Linked DNA regions of Mus musculus: all the other regions are linked to region 1. Evidence: chromatin contacts called from public HiChIP or PLAC-seq data. All regions are on one chromosome and are shown on one strand. Each heading gives the region's core, a stretch centred on a gene start, on an enhancer-like site or on the middle of the called end of the contact. The rest is flanking DNA. Distances are from core to core; before and after follow the strand shown. Region 1 overlaps Myo15b (myosin XVB). Region 2 has its middle 6.5 kb from the start of Hid1. Region 3 has its middle 13 kb from the start of Gm26730. Region 4 overlaps Evpl (envoplakin).

Region 1 (2,692 bases), core at 58-2,557:
GGCCGAAATGAGCCTGTGCATTGGAAACTTCTGGGTAAGGACTGTTTCCCAAGCAGCTTTGCTGACCACGGGAATGTCCTGGGAGAAGGTGGACACCTGTTTGTGCCTGGTGGGAGTTACACAGGAGCTTCTGAATGCCAGGAACCCAGAGGCGACTCACCTGAAAGCTGGTGGATACAAAACTGGAGAAGGGAAACTGGTCAATGTCTGGAGGGAGAGTCAGGCTGGGCCGGGCGGGGACCTCAGGTGGCAGGGACTCTGTGATGCTCCCCGTCAGCAAGGCCTGGTGGCCTGGGAAGGAACACAAGAGGCAGCCTAGGACACTCAGTTCTGCCACTCCTCCCATCAGGTTGGCAGAGTGCCGGTGAGTGGCTCAGGGAAAGAGGCAGGTGTGGTAGGCCAGCTGAGCAGCAGAAGGGACCCCATCTCTACACTAAGAGGACTCACCTTCCGCCCTCTCCAGCAGAGTAGCCAGCTGGGCGGGGATCTCTAAGCGACCCAGGTCCTGGTGGAGTGAATCAATGATCAGGAACTAAAGGACAGCCGAGAAGGACTGGGCACACCCCCTCCCCAAATCTCCAGAATGACAGCTGTCCCTAAAGAACAAGGATGCATCCTGGAAACAGATGGTCGGGTTTCCAGAGCCTCTGAGGAAAACCGAGAGAGTCCCAATCTTCTGCTGAGGTGGCACACAAGGGACAGTTTGGCATCCTACGTGCCATACTCTTCCCCATACTATGCCAGGCTGACACCACACAGGACCCCCACCCCACCCCACCTCCCGCACCCGCTTCCAAGATCACTCACCATATTTGACACTTTCCCCCAGGGCTCCCCGCTGTGCGGGCCAGGGGCACACTGTGGGAGAGATCCAGCAAGAGTTGATGCCCCCACACCACTAGCAGCCCATCCCCAACTCAGCAGCTCAGTGTCCCCTCTTGTCCCCAGGAGACAGGATGGTAGCGAGAGAATGTCATAGACCCAGAGGGTGCCACCACCCGACCTCACCTACCCCCCTACCCCCTCTCCAATCTCACCGTCACCAGGCTGTGGATGTCACTGCCTGTCTGCTAGGGCACCAGGAAGAGGTAAAGAAGAAGGGGACAAATGGTCTCAGGGGACAAAGTCCAGCCAGGGAGGAGCCAGGGAGGGGGGCAGAATGTGGGCATTGACCTTTGAGCAGCTTTTATGGCGTTCACATAGGAGTCATCAGGCAAGAGGGAGAGTAGAAGAGGCCTCAGGGGCCTGGAGGGAACAGAAGGAACTGGGGCTAAAAGGGGGAGTCAGGCCTGGGGGGAACGGTGCAGGGAGGAGCAAGAGGAAGCCAGACAACAGCCACAGGGCCCCAGCCGGAACAGGAAATGGAGATAGTCAGTAAGCAGTGGGCTCACAGATTTCAGACCCAGCAAGTTGAGGCTGTTAGGATTCTGCCCACTTGGCCAGCCAAGGTCACCTGGCTCCCATCCTGAGCTTCCCCACAATCCATGAACACTTCTAAACCCCTCATACCCGTAGCTTCTGTCGTCTCCGGAGCAGGGGCCGGGCCACTAGGAGAATGGTGTTCAGCTGTCCCAGAGCTGACCTCCGCTGGAGATATCGCTTCCTGGAGGCCATAGGAGCAACGTTGGGGAGGGTGGGACCCGAAACTTAAGCTTCTGCCCTGGTACCTGAACCCTTTCTAAACCTAGACCGTAGTGTGAAAATGGACCCTGGATCGGTGAAACCCCTGATGTTCAACAGTAATGTTCAAAGAACAGAATGCTACGGGGAACCAGGAAATATTTTGTTCTCAGACTGTTTCACTATGAAGACCAGCCTGGCCCTGAACCTGCCTCTGCCCGCTGAGTGCTACGAGTATAGAGGCATGTGCTGCCACTGCTAGCTTTTAGGATTTCTGTTTTTAATTATGCATATGTGTGTGTGGGGGTCTATGTGCATGTGCATGCAGGATTCATAGATGGCCAGAAGAGGGCGTCAGATCTCTGGGCTTGGAGTTAGAGGCAGTTAAGGTCTCCTGACCTAGGTGTTAGGAACTCGTCTCTGGTCCTCTGCAGGAACAACGAATGCTCTTAGCTACTGAGCCATGTCTCTAGCCCCCTAAATTTTATTTACTGATCTCATAGCTGGGAAATTCTCAAAGATATTCTGTTTGCATGTTCCTTCTTCGGACCTCCAAGGGCTCCAGGCATACATGTGGTACACAGACATGTGTTCACAGCACTTATACACATACAATAAATAAATAAATAAATAAATAAATAAATAAATAAATAAAAATAAGTCTCAGAGCCAGGAGGATGACTTAGTTGGCAAAGAGCTTGCTGCACACACATGAGGAGCTGAGCTCCAGATAAGACAGCTCATTAGTGACCTCAGTGTCTGTCACCTCAGAGCCAAGGGTAAAGGCAGACAGATGCTTGGAGCTCACTGGATACCCAGACTAGCCGAGTCAGCGAATTCTAGGTCCAGTCTCACGAAAGAAAGAAAGGGAGGAAGAAAGGAAGAAAGGATAGATAGACAGACAGACAGACAGAGAAAGAGCAAGGTATTGTGGCCTTTAATCCTAGCACTTGGAGGCAGAGGCAGGAGGATTTCAGTGAATTCAAGGCTAACATGGCCTACAAGTAGTTTATAGATGGCCTGGGCTACAAAGTGAGACCAGAAAGAAAGAAAGAAAGAAAGAAAGAAAGAA
Region 2 (2,692 bases), core at 71-2,570, 500 kb after region 1:
ATTTTTCCCTTCCTCCCCAGATTTATTTTATTTATGTGTATTAGTGGAGGATTATCCACAGAGGCCAGAGTGGGGTATCAGAGCCTCTGGAGCTGGAGTTAGGGGCATTTGTGAGCATCCTGGCATGGTTGCTGGGAACCAGATTTCAGTGCTCCGAAAGAACAGCCAACAACTTCTTAACCATTGAGCCATTTCTCCAGCCCCTTGCTCAGACAGTTAAAGGCAGACTTCAAATGTGAAAATGCACCCCATATCTTGGCACTAAAGTTGTTTTCAGTGGTGACTTAATTGCCTTCTGTACTTGAGAGCCACCCAGCTTCTACCCATTTCTCGGTCCTCAGCCTTGCCCACACTGACCACGACCTCCACGTGACTCCCAGAGGCAGGGATGGGCATGTTGTCTGCTGGCCTATAGAAACTGGGGTTATGTTGGCATCATTTTTTTTTCCAATCATGCTGATAGAAGGAATCTCAGTGCATCTCATGCTGATAGAAGGAATCCCAGGTGGTTGGTGTGAGGGTAAGGCTGAAGCTGGACCACTGACCCACTGACGTGGCCAGGGTGATGGAGCCTCTTGGGTCCGTCTGCAGAACACAGAGGGTATGAGCATAGGGTGTTAGCTGGCTGCTGGGAATGGGAATACAGGACGTGTGCCAAGCCTGTGATATGTCTGTTGCCTATTCTGGCTCAGAGGCGGGGGTGGTGATACTTCCAACTCTAATCGAGTCTATGACAGGTCTGCCTCCCGGGCTCACCTTCAAACCTGACCCTGTCACATAGTCAAAATCAGGTGGATACCAGTGTCTAGGGTGGGGATCGGAGGTCAAATAAATTTCCTGACCACGATAACTCCCTGAGCCTTGTGTCTCATATTTGGGTCAGAAAACCCGTGCCTCAGGGCATCAAAGTGCAGCACCAAGGCCAGAGCCTTTGGCAGCTGGATGCCTTCCAAATCTTGAGCAACAGAATTTCTTAGAGGTCTGTGTTGACTCCTAATAGCAAGATGTACTTCTCTGTACTCATCCTCGATGCTCAGAAACCTGAGGAGGCAAGCTCAGATCCAGGGGATGCGAGCCTAGATCCTGACAGCGGAGTGCGCCACTAACACCAACCCGGACCGACTCGGAGTCCCGCGAGAATGCAACTCCCTGGCTGCCAGCCCAGCTCCGACTGGGGTAAGGCCCTGGACGCCCATCTGACAACTTGAAGTCGCAATTCGCCACTGCCCAGCCCTCGGTCTCTGTCCTCCACCTCCGCATCCAGACCAGCACAGCTGGCCGGAAATGACGGTGCACACGCTGGCAGCACTGACGTTGGCAGTCCTGCCGCTCAGAATCGCACCAGCTTCCCTGGAAAAGGATGAGGGCGTGTCACTCGCCTCTCTGTGCCCTCCCGTGCCAGCAGACGCCCTGTATCTTGCATTGAAGGGAAAGAGGCAACACTGGGGATCTTTCTTTTGGGTTCTCACCTCTCCTGTAGGTTATGTTCCCTCCCCATTCCCGATCATTCTCATCAAAGAGACAAATGTCACCCAATGATCTCTATCTGTCCTTTCTATCAGTATGAGGTCAGCGCCTGGCAGAGTAAGGCACTGAATACACGTGAATGAGTGAGGTCATCTGGCGTCCCTCCTCCCTCCCCCATACACCATCTGAGTTTGTCCCAGGCAACTGTCTTCTCTGAAAGGGGGATTTTATATTCTCGGGTTGGGAAGTGCCTGAAATCCCTGTGTCTGCCTGGGATCCCTTCAGTGCAAACCCTCCAAGTTTCTCATGAGTGGGGTTACTTTTAGGGTGCGAATGTGGACAGTATCCATCCTTACTCAGGGGTTAATGGGAGAATTCAGAGTTAGTATGAAGCCAAGTGCTCAGAACCAGGACAGGGGCACGGGACAACCTGAACCGTGTGCTTGGTATTAGCATCTTAACAATGAAGTGCAACATTGCATCAATTATCCATCCATATTCAGTTTTGTTTCAAGTTGACAGTTGCATATGTAGCCCTGGCCAGCTTGATACTTCACTAGGAGTGAGGGAGTGGACTACCTTGCCTGACTCTACTTACCCTTTTTCATAGTCAGGACCTTGTGTATCCCAGGCTTGCCTCAAACTGTATTCAAGGATGACTCTGAACTTCTTGATCCAGTAGTCTATACTTCCCAAGTGCTGAAGTTACAGGTGTATGCCATTACTCCTGATGTATGCTGGAGACCGAACCTCAAGGCTTTGTGAACGAAACACTGTGCCAACAGAGCCACTTCCCAGATCTTTTTTTGTGTGTGCTTTTTGCTTGGTTTTGTTTTGTTTTGTAGCTCAGATTATTTTTCCACTTACTGTGTATTCTGTACGCCATAACTACTGTAGTCACAAATGCATACACTATCACACAACCACACATACATACATGCATGCATGCATACATATATACATTTATACAGGACTAAAAGAAAGTAAATCTTAGTGGGGAGGTGGTGGCACATGCCTTTAATTCCAACTCTTGGGTGGCTAGCCTGGTCTACACAGCAAGTGCCAAGACAGCCAGGTCTATAAAGAGAAATTCTGTATTAAGAAACAAAACAAGGGCTGGAGAGATGGCTCAGTGGTTAAGAGCACTGACTGCTCTTCCGAAGGTCAACCACATGGTGGCTCAGAACCATCTGTAACAGGAACTGATGCCCTCTTCTGGTGTGTC
Region 3 (2,692 bases), core at 139-2,638, 440 kb before region 1:
ACAACTGGTGGTATGTGTTGGCATCAGGACCTCCCAAACCTATGACATCACATAGGTGACAGCAAAACCTGCAGACTGGTTGCCAAGGCAACAGGCACCCTATTCCCAACATCCACTTGGCTCACTTTCCACCTTTACCTGAGTTACGTCATTCTCGATATAAATAAGGAGAACTCCCCTCCCTCACACTCTCTCCCCCTCTTCTCTTTCTGCCGCCACCTTCTCTCTCTTCTCCCAATAAAACCTCGTCCACGTGGAACTGTCTTGGCCTAGCGTGCTGTTGAGATGCAACCCGCCATTCTAACACATCAGTGTGTGTGATGTCTTTCCAGGTCGGGTGTACACTGATGGCGGCTGCACACATCTTTCTTTGGCCTTTCTGTTCATTCATTCATTCCATCAGTCACTCGACGAGCCTCAGGCTGGAAGACTCTCCTGTGGGTGCGCAGGGCGCTCTTAAACACACTCAGTAAAACCGAGCCTTGGTCCTAGAACCCTTGCTTCAGGGTAGTTCTGGATCAAGGGACTAAGACCTCCCATTTCCCACCACAGAGGAAGGATCTGCAAGTGTTGTGCTGGGGAGGAAAAAGGCCTTCTCTGCACCCCCACCCCTATCCAGCAGCTCCGGAGACCCCAGCCTGAATGTGGTCTGCCTCTGCCCAGCCACCTCCAGTACCTGGGGCACTGGTGTGGACTCTTCACTTGTATCCCAGTCACAACGAAGCCACATTCTTCTTTATCTGTCTTGAGACAGGGTTTCTCTGTGTAGCCCTGGCTGTCCTGGAACTCACTCTGTAGACCAGGCTGGCCTCGAACTCAGAGATCCACCTGCCTCTGCCTCCTGAGTGCAGGGACTAAAGACATGCGGATCAGGTGAAACCACATTATCTTACCTCAGTCAGCTGCTCTAAAGTGCCTTAGCTTTCTTAGTCGATACCTGTTCTTACTCCTCTGGTGACAGAGCCATCTCTGCCTTACTTCTCACAGAATAGATATCTTCCTGGGACCCACCTTCCCACCCTTCAGAATCCAGGACACATCTGTGCCTCTCTGGTGGGCCATTCCCCTGTGGTGGTTTTTCCTTTAACCAGTCCCCACAGTCCTTGTCCCTCCTGTGACTGGCAGGACATAGATTTGCTGTGAATCCCAAATTCTCAAAAGGACTTTCTTTTCTGCAGTCTTAGCAGGGAAGGGGGATCTCTTCCTGTCTCTTCCCTCCCAGGCTTTCCCTAGTTTTCTCTCTACCTACACAGACAGGTTATTGAAAACCCCAGCGATGTTTGTGATCTTGCACAGGAACAAGGGCAAACGTCCCTATGCCTGGAGTCAGGGAGCCTCTGTCCTCATGTGTGGATTGAACCCCACGCTGCCAAACAATGCAAATCAGGATGCCCAGCATGTGAAAGCGCTGAGTCACATTCTGGGAACAGGAGCCCTGGGGACCATGCCCTTCAGCAGTGCGTGCTGCCGCGTTTGCGTTGCAGGAGTGCCCCGGGGGCTGCGCTGGGCTGCGGGAACATGCTTGTAGGTGCAACTGGGCTATGGAATCGCGCTGGGAGCTGCAATTGGGCTATGGGAGCACTCCGGGGACTGCAACTGGACTGCACCTGGGCTGAGGGAGCACGCCCAGGGCTGTGAGGGCGCCCCTGTCCAGGCCAGAGCTGATCTCCCCGCAGCACCAGCTGGACTAGGAGACTAGCGATCACGGGATTCGGGGCGCGCTGGGCACCCACTAAACTTCCGGGGCCAGACCGCAGGCCCCTGGTCCAAAAAGAACTGCCCCGGTTCCAGACGACGCCTGCACTTCCTCTCTCCCTAGCGGCGCGCGCCCCCTGGTGGACGCCGTCCTGCTCGCTGCTTCCCCACCGCGCTGGGCTCTAAGCTCCCCGCAGGAGAGTGGTGACCCCCTTCCCAGAGCCAGCCCAGGATAGGAGAATAGTGGAAAATGCCGTGGTCTGAAAAGATAACGGTGTGAGCTAGTGTGCATACGTGTGTGAGCATATGAAATGATACATGTGTAAATAAATAAGCGTTGTGTATGTGTGAGTGGATGTGGTATGGATGTGCACATAGTGTAAATGGGGCACTGGGTGGGTGGCTGATGTGTGATTAAGTGATCCATCGTGGAGGGCAGGGGCAGGGTGTATGTCTAGTGGCCTCCAGTGTCCAGGCACGGTTGGGTAACTCCTGAAAGCCTTTTTGTGATACTCTAGGGATTAAACCTAGGGCTTTGGAAGTTAGCCAGGCCACACTCTTCTTAACTTTGTTTTGTGTTCTGAAACAGGGTCTTACCACGAAGTCTTAGCTGGCCTGGAACTTCCTATGTAGACCAAGCCAGCACAGCGGGTAGCCAGCTTCTGCCTCCTGAGTGCTGGGGCTAATGGTGTTTGCCACCACACCTGGCTCTTTTTAACTTCTATATTTACATTTGTAAATTCTCTGAGAATTTCATTCATGAGTACTGTATTTACATCATTCCCACCATGCCCTTCCCCCTCTAGCTCCCCCCAGGGGTGAGACCTTAAGAACTTTCTCCCACTGATGAACCAACTGGTGTCACTGTGTTGGTCTTGTCTAGGTAGCCATATTGTTGAGATTTCTTGGGTGTAATTTCCCCTGCTGTGTCTACAAGACACTGTCTTGTTGGTCCTCGGGTTCTTACAACCGTTCCGTGAATCAGTCTCTCTCTCTC
Region 4 (2,692 bases), core at 83-2,582, 340 kb before region 1:
CTTCTCCCCAGGCCTCTCTTTTGGGCTCACTGAGGATAGCTTCCCCATCGCGGGGATCTACGATACAACCACAGACAACAAGTGTAGCATCAAGGCAGCTGTGGCCAAGAACATGCTGGATCCTATCACTGGGCAGAAGCTGTTGGAGGCCCAGGCAGCCACGGGAGGCATTGTTGACCTTCTTAGCCGAGAACGGTACTCCGTACACAAGGCGGTGGAGCGGGGACTCATTGAGAACACCTCCACTCAACGGCTGCTCAATGCTCAGAAGGCCTTCACCGGCATCGAGGACCCTGTCACCAGGAAGAGGCTGTCGGTGGGTGAGGCCATCCAGAAGGGCTGGATGCCCCAGGAAAGCGTGCTTCCCCACCTGCTGGTACAGCACCTGACTGGGGGCCTCATCGACCCCAAGAGGACGGGACGCATCCCCGTCCCTCAGGCTGTGCTCTGCGGGATGATCAGCGAAGACCTGGGCCAGCTCCTGCAAGATGAATCCGGCTACGAGAAGGATCTGACAGACCCCATCACCAAGGAGAGGCTGAGCTACAAGGAGGCCATGGGGCGCTGCCGCAAAGATCCTCTAAGTGGCCTACTACTGCTCCCCGCCATGCTAGAAGGCTATCGCTGCTACCGCGCGGCCTCCCCCACCCTGCCAAGATCCTGTGTGCGTTGATGAGGGGCTCTGCAGAGGGGGAGGGAGAATGCACACGTCACCTTGCCCTGGAGCTGCGTAATCCGAGGCAGCGGGTCCTCCTCCTGAGTGTCCACCTCACTGCGCAATCGTTTGTGGTGTTGGGCTCTGTCCCCAAATATGGGAAGTTCCGTTGTTCCTCCCCACCCCGTGCTTCTAATAAATGGATTATCTCTGTGCCGAGTCTCCTCTCATTTGGGGTTGCGGGGTCAGTGTGTCTGGGGTGTGAGCCCAGAAGCAGTACTGCTTGGGGATTCCCCCACCCCAAAGTATGTGTTGTGTGGGGTAGATGTGCCCAGCTCACCTGCCTGAGAAACAGAAGGTCATGAAAGGAGACCCTGGAAGCCCCATAGCCCCTCAGTTCCTGCCAGAACTGCCTCTAGCTCTCTGTGGAGAGCTTCCCTTTGTTGTCAGACCATGTCCCCCATACGAAGATTGACACCAAAAGCTCAGGAAGAAGTTACATTTATTTTCCATGTGTCACACAGAAGGACATCAACTGCCTATTTTTGATGACGCGACTACTTAGAACACCCTCAGGTGTTGTAACCACTCTTAGGATCAGAGAACTGCCCTGCCCCTCCTCCTGTTTAACTAGGTCCTCTGAACTGGAATTCAACTCTCCCAACAGCCTAAACCAAAAGACCAGCAGAGGGCACCCTCTCTCAGGGGCCATGCTCTGCAGCTGTGCAGTGAAGGCGAAGGGCTAGGGTCTCTTATCTAACCTGACACCTACTGTCTGGTCATTCAGAGGAGTTCTGTGCCCTGCCCCCAATTGGGCAGGGAGCACCTGCATGCCTTTCGAAAGTGCTCCATTAAATCCAACAAACAATACAGGAACTTGCCAACCTGTAGACGACATGAACCCAAGCCCCTCAGGGTCTGTTCTTCCCCAGAAAGGCAGAAAGGGAGGGAGGCAGCTGGCGAGGGTGTGAGGTGGTGGGCCCCACATACGTGTTCTCAGCGGGAGGAACGCCCTGCTGTACATTGTTGGGGTGCTAGGGAGTGTCCAGGAGAGAAGTAGGGATGGGCCAGGGCAGTCTTGGCTGAGATCCGCTGGCTGGGGTCATACTGCAGGAGTCGCTGGGGGAGGAAGGACAAGAGACTGTTGGGTGAAATCAGGGTAGAGAGGGAGTCCCTTCAACAGGTCCCAGGGGGAGGGAGAGCCATGCCTGAAAAGCAGGTCCCCCCCTCCCCCCAAACTGGAATTAGAGTTGACTATGAGACTCCTGGTATGGGTGCTGGGAACTGAACTCTGCAAGAGCAGCCATCTCTCCAGCCCCCAAATAGGGCCTCTTTGTTTGCCAGCACTGCATAGGCCAGGCTAGCTGACCTGTGAGCTCCAGGGATCCCCCTGTCTCAGGCCCCCATCCTGCCCTTGGAGCAGTGGAGTTACAGACTCCTGCTTCTGTGTTCAGCTTTAGGTACCATGACTGGGCCTCAAGAGCCTTACCCACTGAGCCACCCTACCCCCAGGCTTTGTGTGGTTCTGCAGATCTGAAGCCAAGCTCTCATGTTTATATGGCAAGCACGTTGCCAACTGAACCATCTTAGCCTGAGTTCCCCAGCGTTTAAGCCAGGTCTGGACGCTCCCAGAACTGAGGTTAAACAGTTAGTTTTTGAGTCCAGGCCTATGATTCATGGTTCCACCTGCTCCTGCTTGAGAACAGATGTCCAAAGAGTGCGCACTTGTGCTGGGGCAGGATAGACAGAACAAGTGGAGGAGGAGCTAACAGCCTAAGAGCAGGCCTATGCAGCTCACTCTCTGTAGTCACACACATAACCCAGGCAGGGTGCCAGGAAACAGCATTTGAAGGAAAAGTGGCTTTAGCAGGAAGTGCCTGCCATCCTGCTGGCGCTAGGTTGCTAGGCAGCACACATAGCCTTCTGGTGAGGTCACTTTGGCCTCGATGGCGGCCCTGCCCTTTCTTCCCTGGCCCAGCATGGGCAAACCCAGAAATGGGGACATCATGCTTGTGAGCAAACAGGGCTGGCTCTGAG

What was found. HiChIP or PLAC-seq counts read pairs in DNA pulled down with a chosen protein or histone mark.
Region 2: a contact with region 1 is called in an HNF4G HiChIP or PLAC-seq map of pancreatic cancer cells. The contact joins two enhancer-like sites. A contact is called at or near these places in 3 of 39 promoter capture datasets (embryonic stem cells, pre-B cells and stem cell-derived epiblast-like cells), 2 of 484 Hi-C or Micro-C datasets (both in embryonic stem cells), 1 of 115 datasets of contacts at active chromatin or transcription factors (pancreatic cancer cells) and 1 of 9 other capture datasets (pancreatic islet).
Region 3: a FOXA1 HiChIP or PLAC-seq map of pancreatic cancer cells shows a contact between it and region 1. The contact joins two enhancer-like sites. A contact is called at or near these places in 2 of 39 promoter capture datasets (liver and pre-B cells) and 1 of 115 datasets of contacts at active chromatin or transcription factors (pancreatic cancer cells).
Region 4: a contact with region 1 is called in an HNF4G HiChIP or PLAC-seq map of pancreatic cancer cells. The contact joins two enhancer-like sites.

What each region holds. Positions count from the first base shown.
Region 1 is chr11:115,875,911-115,878,602 of GRCm38.p6, reverse strand. It overlaps Myo15b (myosin XVB), which reads right to left. Exons shown (of 64, transcript NM_001384233.1): 21 at 1,510-1,603; 22 at 897-924; 23 at 625-647; 24 at 448-505; 25 at 161-291. Among named protein-coding and RNA genes, the nearest start is that of Myo15b, 19 kb to the right of the region's middle. Within about 2 kb of position 1,307, at least 41 of the 459 cell types and tissues checked have an H3K27ac peak or open chromatin away from gene starts, as enhancers often do. A contact at or near this core is called in pancreatic cancer cells and pancreatic islet, where this site is marked.
Region 2 is chr11:115,372,904-115,375,595 of GRCm38.p6, reverse strand. No RefSeq gene overlaps it. Among named protein-coding and RNA genes, the nearest start is that of Hid1, 6.5 kb to the right of the region's middle. Within about 2 kb of position 1,320, at least 172 of the 459 cell types and tissues checked have an H3K27ac peak or open chromatin away from gene starts, as enhancers often do. A contact at or near this core is called in pancreatic cancer cells and pancreatic islet, where this site is marked.
Region 3 is chr11:116,318,312-116,321,003 of GRCm38.p6, reverse strand. No RefSeq gene overlaps it. Among named protein-coding and RNA genes, the nearest start is that of Gm26730, 13 kb to the right of the region's middle. Within about 2 kb of position 1,388, at least 147 of the 459 cell types and tissues checked have an H3K27ac peak or open chromatin away from gene starts, as enhancers often do. A contact at or near this core is called in pancreatic cancer cells, where this site is marked.
Region 4 is chr11:116,218,736-116,221,427 of GRCm38.p6, reverse strand. Evpl (envoplakin) reads left to right here. Exons shown (of 22, transcript NM_025276.3): 22 at 1-869. The coding sequence ends at 673. It also overlaps the pseudogene Cdk3. Among named protein-coding and RNA genes, the nearest start is that of Gm33250, 5.2 kb to the left of the region's middle. Within about 2 kb of position 1,332, at least 134 of the 459 cell types and tissues checked have an H3K27ac peak or open chromatin away from gene starts, as enhancers often do. A contact at or near this core is called in pancreatic cancer cells, where this site is marked.